Linked DNA regions of Mus musculus: regions 2 and 3 are each linked to region 1. A link is a contact called in public Hi-C and promoter capture Hi-C data. All regions are on one chromosome and are shown on one strand. Each heading gives the region's core, a stretch centred on a gene start, on an enhancer-like site or on the middle of the called end of the contact. The rest is flanking DNA. Distances are from core to core; before and after follow the strand shown. Region 1 holds the start of Mapk1ip1 (mitogen-activated protein kinase 1 interacting protein 1). Region 2 holds the start of Plekha1 (pleckstrin homology domain containing, family A (phosphoinositide binding specific) member 1). Region 3 holds the start of Fadd (Fas (TNFRSF6)-associated via death domain).

Region 1 (2,642 bases), core at 93-2,592:
TTCCTCTTGCTCAACAACAAGAGGTGGAGATCCAGGGCTGACCGACGTCTACCTGGCCAGAGATTGGACTGGACAGACTAGCACACCTACGACCACAAACAGGGTATCCAGAGCACTCGGTGCTCCATCCCGTCCTGAGTCCAGTCCAGCATGGGCCCCCGGAGACTGATAACCCTGCATGGTTCTCCTTCCACCTTATACGGGTGCCAGGGAGATAGATGAAAGACCCTTTATATTGCATGGGCTCCCACATTAGTGTCTGGGACCTGATTTACCCCACAGGGCCTCAAGATCAACTGCCATGCCCCCCTATCTCTCTCCTTTCACAAAAATGGACCTCACCTCACCCCGTGGTACCAACTCCTAGCGGAATCCCGGGGTCGCTGCCTAGTGTCTACAGTCCTTTTTCTTCACTCCGTACAGACGCTAGTGAGACATGCATTTAAGATCGTTATACACCCCAGACTCCAAAGACCTGTGGCCGCATCTTCCTTACATGGCTCGATACCTCTGCCCCGGCCTTACCTTCTTACAGACCCTCGAGGCCGGCGTCCACGGTCGTCTCCCCATAGCCTCCCGAGGCTGGCCTCCATGGCCATCTGTGCCCACCGACCCCTGAGGCCGGCGTCATGGCCATCATCCCCATAGCCTCCCAAGGCTAGCGTCCACCGCCGTCTCCCCAACAGATCCCCGAAGCGGGACTCAGCCGCAGTCTCTCCCCAGCCCCGCGTCCGCAGCCGTCTCCCTACGGACACCCCTCCCTCTCTTCAGCCGCTGGCCGGCCGAGGGTCTCCCGGGACAACGCCGGTCAGGCGGGCAAAGGCGGCCGCGTCCGGACCGGCGGCTGAGCGAGCATGACCTTGCGGGGCTCGGGGGTTGGGGTGGGGTGTCGGTCGGGCCTCACCTTCCGCCACGTCCTCGTCGACAGCGCCCTTCACCTGCGAGAAGCACCACTGGAAGTCGTTGCCGCCCGCCGGGCAGCCGCCGCCTCCAGCTCCTGCAACAGAGCGCGCCGTCAGGCCGGCCCCGCCCCGCCCCACCACCGTCCAGTCCGCCCGCCCGCCCCGCTCGCTCGCTCGCGCACGGCCCTCACCTGCCATGGCGCGGGCGGGACGCGCCCAGCCGAGCGCGGCCGACCGAGGCGCTCCGAGCGCTCAGCCCCGGCCGCCACCGCCGCCGCCGCTGCCGCCACCGTCGCCGCCGCCGGGGAGGGAATTTTTTCCCCTTTTCAAAATGGCGCCCAATGCCCGTCGCCCCGCCGGATGACGTCATCCCCCTCCGCCTCCTCCGACGGTCAGTGCCGCGGGGGCTGCCGGGGGCGCACCGTGCGCCGACTGCGTCTGCGCGAGCTGTCTTGAGGTTGGACCTACGTAGCCGCTGCGGTCCAAGGAGAGGAGTGTCTTGGACTAGTCCGCTGGCAGATAGAGGCGGCCTTCTCGAGTCGTGTCAAGGCTAGGACGCGACGCCCTCTACGTTCTTAAGGCCTCAGACTTTCTTCTGCGGCCGGCTGGACTGGATGCTCGAAGGCCTGGGCCTTTCCTACAGCTGAGCCAACGGGAACGCGGAACCTCCGTGGATCTGCCAATAGAGAGCGCTCGGCCGTGGGCAGGCGGGGCCTCTGATCCCCGGAGCACCTGGAACCCAGCACCTGCGTGCGTAATTTTGCCCATCATCCAGGCTCTCTTGCCCCCAGAATCTTTGATCGTAGCTTCTGAGCACTGATCTCATCAGAGTGCTACTTCAGGGATTCTTTGAGCTCTCAGTATAGCCCCTAGGGAACCGTTCTCGACATTTGCTTTATTTGTGGGTGTGTTTTTCTAGCATGAAGAGGAATTATTTGTTCGTGGGCTTGACTTATCCGAAATCACTATGAAGTTGGCAGTGAGCGTACTGCACCACTAGAGGGCAGTTGTTCCAAACCAGAGCATTCTCCACTTCAAAAATGTTTTGCCTTTTAGCAAGTGCTTTTTCTATTCTCAGTCTTGGCTGGGATGCTGCTTGTGTAGAGGTGATGTGTCTGTCCTGGTGGAGTTTACTCTTCAGCGGAGAAGAGACAATAAGAAAAACCTGGGGAAAGTTAAGTGGACTAGAGTTAAATACAACACAGAAGCAGGGGAAGGAGATTGGAGCAGTTGGTATCTTTAGGAGAGCAATTAGAGGAGATAAGAAAGAATCTCAGGCTGACGTCTTGGGCGGCTGCTAGAAATGAGAACAGCTAGTGCACAGGCTGGGCCACCCTGACCTTTTCTTTCCGATGTTTTATTTTTAATTCAATTGCACACACACACTTTGATTAGGGTCTTGCCATGTAACATGAGGCTGGTCTCTAAATTGAAATACGTCTGGTTCCACCTCGTTGGCGCTGGGTTTACAAGCACGGAGCACACCTAAGCTTGCTAATGTGTTTAAAGGGCAGCAAGAAGCTGTGGGGAGAACAGAAGTGGCCAAGGAAGGCTAGTCATAGCAGTGGAGGCAAGGTGGTCCGGGACAGAGCAGGAAGCTGTTTTCAGGGGGTGAACTCTGATGAGAGGGCTGGCTATGGCCAAGAGCTGGAGAAAGTCATGAAGAAATAGGGCCTTCCATCAGTAGCAGCACTCAGGGTTGTTTCTGAAAGAACTGTCTCTGAGTTAAGTAGGAGGATA
Region 2 (2,642 bases), core at 48-2,547, 8.0 Mb after region 1:
TTTACTTCCAAAGCGTCTGAGTCACTTAACACTCTTCTAAACTTCGCTACAGATTCGTCCAGTGGCCGTCAACGTAAAAAGCCTGGAAGCTAGAGAGCAGATCACTCTACAGTCTTAAGACAATGGTATAAACCTTGGAGTGGGCTATTTGTTCCGGTCATTAAACACACAGGAAATAAGCTTTTCTGGTTAGAAAACTAATTTACAAAGGGCAATACGACTTCACAAGAGTACAGAAAATCTTATTAAGATAGATAACGACCAACTCATCCAAGCAAGTATTAGAAAGAACGGGAAGGCGAACTAGAAAACGAAATGCCATAAACTACCTGGTATCTGTTCCTTAAACCTGTCCTCGGGACTCGGTCCCAGACAACATCAGTTTCTGAATTTACTCGGCCCTCGGTGGAGCCTCAGCTTGGGTGTCGAGCAGAACGAGGATTCTACCAAAAGCGGAGCACCGCGAACAGCAGCAGGGCGCTTTCAACCTGACACCACTTTCTCCCCGGACACTCTCCCGGGAGGGTCAATAGAAAGCATCCGAAAGGAACCAGAAGCCGAGCAGGGCAGCCCTCTTCCAAGTCCCGAACCCAGAGTTCAGGCGCCTCTCGGGTCCCACCCGCCTGACCTTGGCCAGGGCACTCCCAACCCTGCCACTCTCTCGGTCCGCACACGCGGGGAAGCCGGGCTGTGCGGGAGCGAGCGGCGCGGATGGGGCGGACACGGCCCTGGAGGCGCGCCGCTCCGACAGGCGTCGCCACCGGGATCCCCGACAGGGGCCGAGCCACGGCGACGGCAGCGAGGACACCAGGGGCTGTGGGCCTTGGCGGGGACCCGCAGGGCTGGCGTCGGGCGCAGAGGAACCCGCGCACAGGTGAGTCCGGCCTCGCCCAGGTGCGCGCGCCCGCGGACGCGCGAGGAGGCGCGGCCCCGCGCCCCCCTCAGCAGCCGGTGGCCGCCTCAGCCTTGCCTTCCTCGCCCCGCTTTCCCCTTCCACACACGCACACCCGAGCTGCACACCTCATGCCCCACTTTACCGCGGCCTCCGCCCGGAGCACCCGCGCCACCGCGGTCCCGGCTCCTTCAGGCACCCAGCTGCCGGGAGCGGCGCCCACGACGGCCCGCCCGCGCACTGCGCACGCGTGCACGCGCTGCCTCTACCAGACCAGACAGCGACTGAGATTCCGGAGCGGGCACTCCCTACCGCGAACACTACAAGTCCCGACAGGCTCCGCGCACGCCCGGCGGCGTGGCGGGCAAAGGAATCGGGCGTCTTCCTAGTTCCAGGGTGGTGGCTCGCGGCCGCGCGCGGGGCGCTGGGTTCCCCATGCCGCGCTGCATCCTGGGGCTTGCAGTTTTTGAGGACCACGAGGCTCGGCTTAGGACGTGGAACTAGAGGTTCTCTGATGTCATCACCTAGAGCTGCGAGGCACAGGGATCTTTAAAAATAGGTTTGGTTCCTTTGCAGATAATTTGCAAGCTGTCCCATAGTGGGTACAAGAAACATAAAATTCACTGGTTGTGCACCAGTTTTTTGCTCCTAACCATTTCTTTCTCAAAATGCAATTTCACCTCATCCTTAAAATAGTGGTATTAATGCAAGAGGCCAAGGAAATTTAAAAGGATTGCTCAAAACTCTTTCAAGGAGATATTTTAAAATATTCAGCCTATTTGTTGAGCAACCTCAGTGTATGAAGTCCCTGCCCTCGTGGAGCCTGTGTTTCATAAGGGGAGCTAGCCCTTTACAAAATACAATCCTTATACATTTTAATAAGTGGAAGAAAAGAATGAGCTTCAGAGATAGAGATAGGGAGGCAGGCTTCAGAGAGGATGTCCTGTCCAGCAGCATTCTCTAAGGAAGAGATATTTCAGCTGAAACCTGAAGAAGGTGAGATATTTAAACATGCAAAAGAACTGGGAGAGAATTACATACCCCACTTTTCCCAGTGAGTGACACACACTGAGGCTCTCAATAAACGTTTGGGGGTTTGTATCCTGCACAGCTGGGGATCATGCCCTCTCACTTGAGAGTGTTTTATCAACCTTTCTCATGACAAGGTTCCTCTGTCGTGTACGTGGGACAACTAGGCTATGCTAGATGAGAGACTGGAGGGGTAGAACTGGCAAACTGCCCGTGCTGACTCTCCACCTCAAATCTCCAACATCGAAGACGATCAGCACCTTACCTTCTTAGAAATCTCAGCTACACAGCCTTGCTGAGGGCCATCTGGCTCTTCTTCAGGTGGGAGCAAGAAGACTCCTTTCCTTATCTACAGACTGGTTGAAAGAGTCCATAGAGTTGCCAGCGCAGCCCTTTCATTTGGCCCATGCACTGGGCTTTTGCTGATTTAACTGAATGTATAGATGAAGTTTTAAAAAAAGTTTTCACATAAAAATCCAAATGTCACCTGATTTTCTCAGGTTTTTTGAGCTAACTTTCCTTGGCTTGAAGATCTGAAAGAAATTCCTGGCTTTTCAGCCCTTGGAGCCCTAGGAGATTCCATTGGGAGTGATTAGAATGTACATAACGAATTGGCTGTTTGCAAATCTGTAACAGAGAAAAGCAATTAAGTTAGGATGGGCTTATTCTGGCTCACAGGTTGAGGGTCTGCATGGTTCATCCTGGTAGGGTAGGTACGGTA
Region 3 (2,642 bases), core at 90-2,589, 5.7 Mb before region 1:
TGCATAGTTGTTTGCAACCAGACCCAGATCCTCTGGAAGAGTAACAAACGCTCTTAACCTCGAGCCACCTTTCCAGCCCCATTTGTCATTCTATACAGCCTCAGCTGTCTGTCTGGGCTACAGCGTGAGACCCTGTCTCAAAAATCAACCAAAGCACTGAACTTTAAATGGGTGAATTATAAGTCAATCTAAAAAAATATAAGTCAACCCTGCTGGGTATGCTGTGCATAACTGCGCCCCACTAACCTGGAGCTCAGCCATTCAGCTAGAGTGCCTGGCCACTGAGCACCAGGAATCCATCTGTCTCTGCCAAAGTTGGGGTTTCAGATGGGCACCTCCTTGTTCGTCTTTTTATGTGGACACCAGGATCTGAGCATGGGTCCTCAAGCTTGGGCAACAGGCACTTTTTAACTCATGAGCAGTACTTGGGTGTGGCTGTGGAATCAGTGTATTGTTAACGAAAGCTCAAAGCAGGGCAGTTAGTGTCTCTACAACCTCCGGCACACATCAACTTTTTCTGATGACAATATTCCAAATCCTCTCTTCTACTCATTTTAATATACATATTATTGGCCTGGGGGAATGGATTGGCGGTTAAGAGCACTGTGTTGCTCTCACGGAGAACCTGGATCCACACAAGAGTTCACATCCAAACGGAACTCTAGTCCTAGGGGTATCCATGCCCTTTCCTGTCCTCCGTGGGCACTTGAAGACCTGTAGGAGCACTAAACCACCTACAAATGCTCATACATATACCAAGGAATATTTAATGGTTTTTATATGTACGAGTATTTTGTCAGCATACCACAAGTGTGCTTGCCAGAAGAGGATGTCAAAGCCCCTGGAACTGGAATTACAGATGGTTGTAAGCCATCATGTGAGTGCTGGGAATTGAATTCGTGAAGGTCCTCTGTAAGAATTGCCAGTGCTCTTAACCCCTGAACTGTCTCTCCAGCCCATAAGTAACTCCATCCATCTCTCTCTCTCTCTCTCTCTCTCTCTCTCTCTCTCTCTCTCTCTCTCTCTCTCTTTCCTTCTTTCCGGTGATAGAACATGATCTGGCAGCCGTAGGCATCTGCAGCTGCTCTTCCAGCCCCCCCCCACACAGTAGGGCTGCGCAGCTCCTCAGAGCCCCAAGAGGATCCACGTTACACTTCTGGTGAACAAGATCTGTTCTGCCTCGGGGTGAGAAACGCGCGCGTAAGCTGAAGTCAACGCAGCTCAGCTGTCAAAGCTACTACAACAGCGGATGCCAGCCCGGGCGGAAGCGGTTACAGCCACATCCGAAGCGCATGCGTCTGATTTGGACATCCCGCGAGACGCTGGGCGGGAAAGCCTAAGGTGATTTCCTATGTGGGATCGCTGAGGGGCAGCCCGGCGTACCACTGCCATGGACCCATTCCTGGTGCTGCTGCACTCGCTGTCCGGCAGCCTGTCGGGCAACGATCTGATGGAGCTCAAGTTCTTGTGCCGCGAGCGCGTGAGCAAACGAAAGCTGGAGCGCGTGCAGAGTGGCCTGGACCTGTTCACGGTGCTGCTGGAGCAGAACGACCTGGAGCGCGGGCACACCGGGCTGCTGCGCGAGTTGCTGGCCTCGCTGCGCCGACACGATCTACTGCAGCGCCTGGACGACTTCGAGGCGGGGACGGCGACCGCTGCGCCCCCGGGGGAGGCAGGTGGGCAGGGGGCGGGGAATGGGCGGGGAGGCCTGGCCTCAGTGCACCCTCCACTGGCTCCGACTGGGATGGACTCTAGGGCACGCCCACTTTTTTCAACCGCTTGAGCCGGAAGCTGGGAGGTCTTGTTTCTTACTGGCAGTGCCAAGGTTGAACCCAAGGGTTCGTGCCACTTGCCCAACCCCAGTATTAACTCGCCTCAGACCTGCAGTGCTTCGTTGGAAAACTCAGCTAAGAAGTGAATGTGACTAAGGCATCTTAACCCCAGTGAGGGTAGCGTTGAAGAGTGGGCAGAGGTCACGTGTGCCGGCTGCTCGGCACCATTTCCGTAGTGGGAGTGCCTGTGTCCAAGACTGCCCTTCCTGGCCAAGGAAAGATTGCGCGGCGGCTGTGCTCTCTGGTCCAGAGTGCAGTGTCTGGTTATCGGCAGTTACTTCTGTTTTGCGTAGAGAGGAGGCGCTATGCCTCCCCATAACGCACAGTGGATAGCAGCCACAGCTGAGCAACACCAGGCTGGCCTTGGGATGTAGATACAGATTAAGCATATATTAGACACTTGATCACTTGTGACAAATACTCGAGAAGCCATTTAAAGGGGCAAAGGTTTATTTAGTTCCTGGTTGGTTGTCACCGTTGCTCTTTGTCTACAGTGACACAGAACATCAAAGCAGCTGGAGGGCCTGTGGAGTAAAGCTTCCCACTGCCGGTGTGTGCAAGATCCACACGAAAATGGATTGTGTATTCACATCTCCAAGGCATTCCAATGTTTGTTATTGTTACAGGAATCCAGTAAAGGGTCTTCAGCCACTGCCCAGGGCTCCCTACAGAGATTACACCTTGCCTGTGTCTAAGCAGGGGCTCCAGAGTAGCACAGAGACAGATCTTTTGTGGTGTCTGGTCAAACCAGCAAAGGTCACAGTGTAAGATGTAGCTTTGGGGACTTTGGCCAACCCACTATTGAGCGGG

What was found. Promoter capture Hi-C pulls out the DNA fragments that hold promoters and counts their contacts. Hi-C and Micro-C count contacts between places; a contact is called where the count stands out from the background.
Region 2: a contact with region 1 is called in a Hi-C map of B cells, with 5 read pairs. The contact joins the promoter of Plekha1 here to the promoter of Mapk1ip1 in region 1. A contact is called at or near these places in 2 of 484 Hi-C or Micro-C datasets (B cells and CD4 T cells).
Region 3: a contact with region 1 is called in a promoter capture Hi-C map of liver, with 2.8 times the contacts expected there. The contact joins the promoter of Fadd here to the promoter of Mapk1ip1 in region 1. A contact is called at or near these places in 2 of 39 promoter capture datasets (liver and pre-B cells) and 2 of 484 Hi-C or Micro-C datasets (CD4 T cells and CD8 T cells).

The regions. Positions count from the first base shown.
Region 1 is chr7:138,844,967-138,847,608 of GRCm38.p6, reverse strand. It overlaps Mapk1ip1 (mitogen-activated protein kinase 1 interacting protein 1), which reads left to right and starts at 1,342. Exons shown (of 2, transcript NM_001045483.1): 1 at 1,342-1,652. Ppp2r2d (protein phosphatase 2, regulatory subunit B, delta) reads right to left here and starts at 1,223. Exons shown (of 9, transcript NM_026391.2): 1 at 1,094-1,223; 2 at 905-997. The coding sequence starts at 1,100.
Region 2 is chr7:130,864,379-130,867,020 of GRCm38.p6, reverse strand. It overlaps Plekha1 (pleckstrin homology domain containing, family A (phosphoinositide binding specific) member 1), which reads right to left and starts at 1,297. Exons shown (of 13, transcript NM_001346515.1): 1 at 1,038-1,297. It overlaps Gm5602 (a long non-coding RNA gene), which reads left to right. Exons shown (of 4, transcript XR_869992.3): 2 at 308-874.
Region 3 is chr7:144,581,138-144,583,779 of GRCm38.p6, reverse strand. It overlaps Fadd (Fas (TNFRSF6)-associated via death domain), which reads left to right and starts at 1,339. Exons shown (of 2, transcript NM_010175.6): 1 at 1,339-1,676. The coding sequence starts at 1,391.